Linked DNA regions of Canis lupus: region 2 is linked to region 1. Evidence: chromatin contacts called from public Hi-C data. All regions are on one chromosome and are shown on one strand. Each heading gives the region's core, a stretch centred on a gene start, on an enhancer-like site or on the middle of the called end of the contact. The rest is flanking DNA. Distances are from core to core; before and after follow the strand shown.

The links. Hi-C and Micro-C count contacts between places; a contact is called where the count stands out from the background.
Region 2: a Hi-C map of skin fibroblasts shows a contact between it and region 1, with 1.9 times the contacts expected there. The contact joins the enhancer-like site here to the promoter of LHFPL2 in region 1. A contact is called at or near these places in 2 of 9 Hi-C or Micro-C datasets (amygdala and skin fibroblasts).

What each region holds. Positions count from the first base shown.
Region 1 is chr3:28,288,962-28,293,543 of UU_Cfam_GSD_1.0, reverse strand. LHFPL2 (LHFPL tetraspan subfamily member 2 protein) reads right to left here and starts at 2,420. Exons shown (of 5, transcript XM_038532483.1): 1 at 2,344-2,420.
Region 2 is chr3:28,391,531-28,396,112 of UU_Cfam_GSD_1.0, reverse strand. The region is part of intron 3 of LHFPL2 (LHFPL tetraspan subfamily member 2 protein); the gene reads right to left. Among named protein-coding and RNA genes, the nearest start is that of LHFPL2, 100 kb to the right of the region's middle. Within about 2 kb of position 2,667, at least 4 of the 20 cell types and tissues checked have an H3K27ac peak or open chromatin away from gene starts, as enhancers often do.

The DNA of each region.
Region 1 (4,582 bases), core at 1,171-3,670:
AGGCTCTTTGAATGGCATTGCTTTTTCTAGGGCATTTGAAATACTTGACAATCAACATTTAACATTTTCTGAGCACTTAGCACAAGGCACCACCCCAAACTCTATACAAAAGTAATCCTAGTTAATCTTAAAGTTAGTCTTTGACTTGAACTCTTAGTGCCACCAATTTAGAGACACAGAAACCAAGGCTGAGAGGACTTAAGTAACTTGTCCAAAGTTCAGACAGTAAGTGGCAGCACCAATTTGAGTCTCCAGTATTTTGGCCTCCTACTGGGTCAATTCTTTGCAATAAAGAATTTGAGAAGCTGCACACAATGTTCATTAAAAAGGACTACATACTGTTCTATATGTTGTTTTTCTGTCTTCTACTACGGAATTTTCTTTTCTGGCCTATCCAGTTTCTACAGTGAATTCTCTTTAATTCATCAGTCCACACGTCTTCGTAGGCAAGTGCCATCAATTTTGAGGCCATCTATGTGGATGAGCAGTATACATTACTTTTTCCAGAAGGTATCGCTTTGCTCTCAACCACAAAGATCCTTTTTGCCTCCTAAAGACAAATTACTGGTTCATGGACCATGTTTCAAATTATATTTGAGAATGTTCATTTGTAGAGTAATTATTCTTCCTAATTGGACTGCTCTAAAGACAAATGATTCTCCCTCCCCACCCGCATCATCTCCCGCAACATACCATGTCTTCTTTCCTGGCATAAAAGGTTTGCTGCACCTTTTGCAAACCACAACCACACACACTACGTGCCCTCTGTTGTGACCACTTAGAAAAAAATATTATACCACAACAGTGATATTACTTCAAATCCCTCAAATATTTCATTAGCATCAGATTTCTGAATAGATGAATCACAAACCTATCACAGTCTGACAGCAAAAAGAAGTGAGAGTCTTGGGGTCGCCTGGGTGGCTTGGCGGTTCGGCCCAGGTCGTGACCCCGGGGGACCCGGGATCGAGTCCCGCATCGGGCTCCCTGCGTGGGGCCTGCTGCTCCCTCTGCCTGGGTCTCTGAGTCTCTCAAGAAAGGAAGGAAAGGAAGGAAAGGAAGGAAGAAAAGGAAGGAAGAAAGAAAGAAAGAAAGAAAGAAAGAAAGAAAGAAAGAAAGAAAGAAAGAAAGAAAGAAAGAAAGAAAGAAAGAAAGAAAGAAAGAAAGAAAGAAAGAAAAGAAAAGAAAAGAGAGAGAAAGAGAGAAAGAAATGAGAATCTTGGACTTTATTTCTTTTCTGTATCTTTCATTTATTCTTCCCACTAGCCATGTGTTCCCTATCTGGTAAACTTGAAAAGAAGTCTTTTTTTTTTTTTTTCAAGACCAGGAGGAAACAATTCAGAAACACCCAGGAAAGGTTAGCGCCAAAACCTCGGCACTGACCCTCGCGGAGCCCTGGCGGCGCTCCGCCGCGAGAGCCAAGGGCCTGGGGCCGCCGCCGCCGCCGCCGTGAGGTAGCGGCCCCGGGGCGGGGGCGGGGAGGGGGGACCCGGCCGCGCTCACACCTCCTCGCTCCCGCTCCGCACACTCCCGTCCACGCCGGCTGCTCTGCGGTCCCAGACCCAAGTTCTACTTCCACGCGCGGGTCCCCGAGGCCGACCTGCGAGCTACGCCCACGACCGGAGAAAGAGGACGGGAAACGCAGGAAGCGGCCCGGGCCCGACCGCGCCTCGCCGTGTGCCGCGGGGCAGCTCGCGCCCGACCCGGGGCCGCCCTGGGCCCGGACAACGGTCGGAGGAGGACGGCCCTTCGCTCTTCTGGCCCTCGGACCCGAGCCGCGGCCCGGGGCGCAGACCGGGGCGTGGGGCCGCCGTGCCCCGAACCCGACCCCGGCCCCGGCCCCGACCCCGGCCCCGGCCCCGGCCCCGGCCCCGGCGGCCCCCGAGCTGCGGCCCCGCCGCCCGGAGCCCGCCCGCTCCCGCTCCAGCATCCGACGCCCGGCCCGGCCCGGTCGCGGTCCCGGTCCCGGTCCCGGTCCCGGTCCGCCGCCCGCTCCTGGTCCCCTTCTCGGTCCTGGTCGCGGTCCCGGTCCGCCGCCCCCTCCTGGTCCCCTTCTCGGTCCTGGTCCCGGTCCCGGTCCGCCGCCCCCTCCCGGTCCTGGTCCCCCTCCCCGTCCCGGTCCCGGTCCGCCGCCCCCTCCCGGTCCCACTTCCCGGTCCCGGTCCCGGTCCGGGCCCGCCGCCCCTTCCCGGTCCCCCTCCCGGTCCCGGTCCCCCTCCCGGTCCCGGTCCGGGTCCGCCGCCCCCTCCCAGTCCCGGTCCGGGTCCGCCGCCCCTTCCCGGTCCCCCTCCCGGTCCCGGTCCCGGTCCCGGTGCCCCTCCCGGCCCCACCACCCCGACTCACCGGGCTCCGGGCTCGCCGCCCCCGGGGCTCCCGGTCCGCCTGGCCGCCGGCCGCTCGGGAAGGCGGGGAGGAGGGCGCGCGGGGAGGCGGCGAGGCGGGAGCGCCGCCCTCGGCGGCCGGCGGGCGGGGGGCGGAGAGGGGCGGGGCGGGGCCAGAGCCCGGCCGCCGAGCCTCCCGCCCGGACCGGCCCCGCCGCCCGGTGGCCGCCCGCGTCCCGCTCCGGGGCCGGCGCTGGGGAGGGTCGGCCGGGCTGTCCCGCGGCGGGGGGCGGGGCGCCGGGGCGTGGCCTGCGGGGCCCGGGGCTGGCGGCGAAAGGGGATCCCGGGGGGCGGGGCCCGGGGGCAGCTCCGGGGGGCCGCGCGGGAAGACGCCGGGGCGGGGATCCCCGGCCTCACCCTCCTCCCCGCCCGCGGGCTCCGCGCCCCCCGCCCGGGCGTCCCTGCCCCCGAGGGGCCCACGCGCCGCTCCCCTCCGCCAGCCCCCGGGCTGCCAGCAAGCACGGGACCGACGGCCACGAGCTCGGGCGACAGCCGTCCGAGGCCCCGAGGAGCACCCCGGCCCCCGCGTCCCCGCCTCGCGTCCGGGGTTCCTTTCTCCACCACCTGCCTGAGCGCAGACCCCGCGGCCCAGCTCCTGCCCCGCCGATTCTCGGGGTAGGGTCCCCGGGGCCGCACATGCTGGCCTGGCCCACTGCCACCTTCCGTGCTTTGAGGGCCCTCGCCGCGTCCCTAGCACCGCATCCCTTCCCCACCCGCCTGGCCTGCGGGTCACGGGTCTAGAACGCGGCCCAGGCAGGCCGCTTCCTGTTCCAGAAGCTCTCGGAAGCCCTTTACCACAGAGAATTCCGAATTTAAAACTCTTCTATTCAAAACCACCCCCTTGCCCACTCCTCAGAGCTTAGCTTGCCAGTGGGGACTCCTCCCCCCCTCCCAGAAGGTTCCACACTGTATCCACTTGGGAGCTGCTGATGCTCTTGCCAGAACTGGAATGCTCTCTTTTATCTCCCCCCACCCCACCCCACCCCACCCCACCCCAGCCAAATTCTACTTATCTTCGTTGAAAAGAGTTTGTAGTACATTTCTTCTATAAAAGGATGTACGTGTTCTTCCAATTTTTGTGAAATCATACGCTAGAAATAACAAGGCTTATGGGGGAAATGGGGTTAGCAACAAAGGATTCCAAATCAATTTTTTTTAAGATTTATTTATTTATTTTAGAGCGAGCGAGCATGTGCACTACTGAGGGGAGGGGCAGAGGAGGAGAATCTCAAGCAGACTCCCCCCTGATCTTGGAGCCAGACCTGGGGCTCAATTCCACCGCCCTGAGATCATGACCTCAGCCAAAACCAGCAGTCATGCCCTCCCCGGGCTGAGACCCCCAGGCACCCCCAACTCCAAATCCACATAACATTGCAACTGGAACACTAACAAAAGCTGTAACCATTCCAAAAAAACATACTAGCAGAGTTTACGAGTCATGTTGAATTCCTAGTAAATATTACAGTAAATATAAATATAGGCCTTTACGTTTAAAAAACGACAGCGGTCACCGATGGAGAGATTGGAAGGAGAGTTGTTTGAGGCTGTTGCCCTGGGAAGATAAGCACAAAATATACAAATATAAGAGGTGAATACCCCCCTCACCATAAATCCTTCCAAGTTAGAACTCATGGCCAAACCAATCCAAGAGAAGGAACACGGCGGATGGGCACGAGGCACCGCACACGTTTATTCTCCATGACTAGTAGTCTGCAGTGTTTTGCTCGTAGATGCTGTTACCTGGTGGTGCAAAATATTAGAGTGCTGGCAACAATCGCTTGTGAACCAACACAACCACCTCATTTTATTAATATCCTTTCCCTACATATCAATCATTAATGACTTCATTTGTGTTACCTATACTCTCATTACAGAAACAGGGTTATGCTTAGGAAGTAGGCTGTACTTCATTCTACACATGGATTGCGAGCCTGCTATATGCCAGGAAGTGTTGTTGGGCCTTGTGGATGCGTCAGTGAACAAAAAGAAGCACAAAAATGTCTGCCCTTGGGGCACCTTAGTGGCTCAGTGGTTGACTGTCTGTCTTTGGCTCAGGTCATGATCCCGGGGTCCTGGGGTCAAGTCCTGCATTGGGCTCCCCACAGGGAACCTGCTTCTAGCCTCCGCCTGTGTCTCTGCCTCGCTCTATGTGTCTCATGAATAAATAAAATCTTTTTTTAAAAAATGTCTACCCTTATGGA
Region 2 (4,582 bases), core at 1,418-3,917, 100 kb before region 1:
GGGGGGGCCTGAGGGGCCTGGGGGGGTCTAGGGACGGGGAGCCGGGCAGGCAGGGAGGCCGTGGGGGGAGCCTGGGGGGCCTGGATGGGCCGGGGGGCCAGGAGGGCCTGAGGAAGTGCAGGCCAGGGGAGCAGGGGGGAGCAGGGGGGGCCGGGCGGGCCAGGGGCAGGCGAGGAACGAAGGAACTAGGGTAGGCCCCCTGCTCTGCGGCTGGGATGGTGTCCGCGCCACCGAGGGCTCCGGTCCGAGGGCAGAGCCCCCCGCCCCCCCGCAGCGAGGAAGAGCACAGAAGGGCCCTTTCCCCCTTTCCGTCTGGCAGCCGCCGGGGCCGTGAAGCAATAAGCCACGTGCCAAAACCTCCGTCGGCAGGATCGGCTCGGAAAAGAGGAAGAGAGATGGGCCAAGCATTTATCAACACCTCAAATTGTTTCTTTTCATTCCCAGAACTAAAGCGGTTTTACTCGGTTCGCAGACCTGGGCCCCGGCACCGCCTGCAGGCCTGCGGGCACTCACTACTGGGACCGCCAGCCGTGGCTCCCGGGGAAGGGGGCGCCCAGCCCCGGCTCCAGCCATGGGCCCCGGCAGGGTGGCTCGCCCCGCAGCTCCTCGGGCAACTGAGGAGAGAAGCACGCAGGGGGCCCCTAGGAAGAAGCGGCCGTGCTGCTGCGGCCACACCGGCGCTGACACCAGATGCTGGCATGGGGGCAGACGGAAGGGACGGGCAGTGCTGCTGGCCACCAGGCCCCTGAGAAGTTACACGTGGAGGGACCTCGGACCTGCAGTCCCTCCTGGAGGGAAAACACGAGAAGCCCCTGGGAGCCAAAGGCTAAAAGGTCAGGCCTGGGTGGCTTCCGGGGCCTGGACCCAGCAGTGTGCTGAGGGCCCCAGAGAGGAACAGGAGGTCAGTGGGATCCTGGGAGGCACACTGGCACGCAGAAGGGAGCACTGGATCGGGAGTCCAGGAGCATGCTCCCCTAGCCAGCTGCGCGACCTTGGGTGAGTGGTTTTGCTCTCTGGGGTCTCGGCCAGTTCCTGCCCAAAGGAAGCTGCTGGAAAGCCTACTGTCGAGGGACCATCACGGCTCCAGTGTCCGTGACTCAGTGATTCCCTGTCCTCAAGCCTCACCCATCCCTGGCGCTGACTCACTCACGGTGTGACTGCTGGGTTTTCTTTTCCCAACCTGTCCCTCAGAGTCAAAGCAAAACAGGAACATAAAGGCAGAACTCCAGATGTGGAGTCAATCGTCCCTACTTCCCCTGTTACTGAGCTGGCTGCAGGTCGTGGGGGAGCAGGGGCCTAAGCTTTGGCCCCCACGGCCCCTGGGGCCCTGGGCTTCCTCTGCCAAGCCAGGCCTTTGCTGCCCCCCACGCCCCCCACTGGCTCTGGTGCAACTTCCTGCTCCTGCCAACCCGTGACGGGGAGGGGGGGCTGTGACGAGGCCCAGGGATTTCACTTAGAGAAACTGCCAAAATCACACAGCGCCTCAACTTAAGCTTTTCAAATCTTAGAATATTATTTTTTGCCCTGTATTGTAAGTCCATGGCAAAACTTAAAAGCTTTTAATAACATTTTTGTTTCAAGCTGAACAAGTTTGCTGGAATGTAAGAAGAAAATCCATCAACTTCTTAGGAGGAACCAGGAAGAAACCCTATTTTCCAGGGTCCCAGGACTGCTCCCCATTACATTTTAGCTCTCTGTTTCCCACAAAAGGAAAGGAGGCTTCACCTGAACCTTAGCACACACCACAGGTGAGACATAAGGAGTGGTTTTGCCAATGAATCAGAGACAGCTCGGACCTGGAACACTACACTTAGCATTCGATGCATGGGGCCCCCACGCCTCCCCAGGACTCTGACCCTGGGTGATTCACTGTGCGAGGAAACAGATAAAGATAATCCTCAGGAAACCCCCTCTGGTGCAGAGACACCCCCCCCCCCCCCCCCCCGACCTCGGTCTCGGCTCCTGCTCGCCTCATTGCCCCAGTTCCCCACAAAGGGGAGGGGGGAACGGAGAAGTACCAAGATCTAGGGCCCCTTCCCCACCAGAGCCAACAGCCAGGGGAGAAAACCTATCCACCGGGGCTCCCCCCAGCCAGCCCCTTGTCTGGGGCCCCAGCTCTGCCTGTAAATCCCATCCCCACCCACTCACTGATGCCTTCCCAGCCCTGCAGCCCCCTGCAGAGGAAGCGAGGGAGGTCTAGGGCTTGCTCCCCTGCCAAGCCTGGTGTGGAACTCCCATACACTAACCACAGGCGCATCATGCCTGCTGGCCCTGGACTCCGTTCCCGTGGTCCCTCCTCCCCACGGCCCGGCTATGGGCCCCTCCACAGGCCTGACTCACTACTCCACTGCCACATGACAACAGGCTCTGGATGCTGACACACTGGGGAACGCTTTCTAGAACACAATCAAAATCACAAGCGGGAACCTACTGCCCTCAGAGTTTTAATAATCAGACTGGCTGTTCATACCCCCGAAGAGGCGCAGGCATTGCCCCTCAGGAAGTGGGAGTCCATCAAAAGACCCACACAAAGGGAGTTCACCAGGCTTCCTTCTATGAGGATCACTCAGTCATGGCTTCTGCAGCCACATTTCACTACGGTTCCTCAGGGGCCCGTGCCAAGGATCAGACCAATGCCATAGATGGAAATCAGCCCGACAACCAAACGTGATCACGCAGTGAGTTGGGGTGGCCCGCAACAGCACGGGGGACAAGCTCCCGAGGGAGAGAGTCAAGTGGAACCAAGCTAGGGCTCTGCCAACTGTTGTTGCCTCTGCTCTTCGTCAGCCAGATGCCCCAGCAAGATGACCTCCCCACCAAGGAAGTCTTCAGGGAGATGGGAGCACAAGTTTCTCCTCATCTCTAGAAGAAACTCCAACAGCTCAGAGAGCCAGCTCAACGTTTTCCCCCTAGTCTCAACCAGGGCCTGTCACACTCATTGTCCTACAGATGGAAACAGAATCCTGGCCTCTCAAGGACTATCTTATTCCCCCGTCACGTTGCAAGCTACCTATATGGTCATAAAGGCTTTAAAATTATCAGAACAACTTTCACCTCACAGCTTTAGTGTCTGGACTATTCTTTTGCCCTTACAATTTTGGTAAAGTCTGCTCTGTTACTTTAGAAGAGTCTCCATATACGTCAACAAGCACAGGCTTGTGCTTTACTGGATTAGTCATTACATCTACAGTGGTCAGGGTTTGCCCAAATATATGCACATCTTACCAGTAAAATAGTACAACACAACCCTTGTAATCTTGTTGTTCCGGTCAAGTGTCCGGAACACCACCACCAGGCTCAGGGAACAGCGTCAATATAACTGGGAGCAGCTGTCAGAGCCTCGGTCTTTTATTTAGCTTAGGCCAAATACAAGATGATTAAAAAGGGAGTGGAGGTAATTCTCCTGTCGGAGCACCTTGACCCTTCCTCAGAGGCCTGAAGATCACAGTGCACTCTAATCCTCTGCCACTCAAAGCGTGTCCCCTGGATCAGAAGCATCGGCATCGCCCTGGAACTTGCAAGAAATGCAGAGCCCCAGACCCCAGCCAGACCTCCTGAATCTGATTCTGTATTTAACATTCACAGGCACAGTAAAGGGTACGAAGCACTGCTCCCAGGCCTTTCTCCTCCCACCTCCACACTTCCCCACCCATCCTCTACTGGAACATACACTTTGGCCTCAGATCTGAGAGCAGCCCATGCTCTCTGGAGGGCTCCGAAGCTCTCCAAGGGGCCGAGTTGCCATGGCAACCCCACTCTGCAGGCATTCCACCCACCTGGCTGCACCCTGCCCGGCTGGCCTCCTCCGTCCACTTGCCTGGGATGGTTAGAAATGTGCAAGGCATGTCGTCCCCCCAAAATGGTTTATTCATGAGGAAAAAGATCTATTTTTAAGTGTCAACTGCCGGCCCATCCTGGCTCACCCAGTCCCTCTCCTCCCACTTGTCCAATTAGAAAGATCATATTGTTTCCTGGCATACAGTTCCAAGGGCATTGAGCACAGGCAGGGGACCTGGAGAGGGCTCCAAGAACAGCTCTTAGTGAATGGAAACAAGATGATTTCTGCTTAAAGCAATTTCCTCAGCACCCACCCTTTCCTCCCACCATGGACCCCATGCTGAAGGGACGCCAAGGCCACGTGGAAGTAACAGAACACCAACATATGCAAGACACATTTTTTTACCCTCAGAATACAGCAGAGAAAAGGAGAGCCAACCAGTTAACTCTCCTTTTATCCCACCCAAGTTGAAACCTTAATAGTCTAATCCCAATTTCCCAGATGATAGAGAGATGAATCCAAGTTTTTCATATATGGAGGAACAAAGGAAGGATGTGATACCAAAAGTTTCTGAGCTGGGTCTGTTCTCAAATTCTGGCTTTTTAGGGGGATCTGGAAGTGACCACCTGGTGTACCACAGGGGTGGCAAGGATGTCGGGCCATTTGCCTTTTCTTTGCTCACAGTAGATGGCACTAATTCATCACATCATGCTGCTTGCCACTGAGCCTAGAAACTGCCTTAGAATCCTTCTCAACAGAGCCCCTATTCCGAATCTCCAAACCCACCCCAGAAGCCCTCAGACA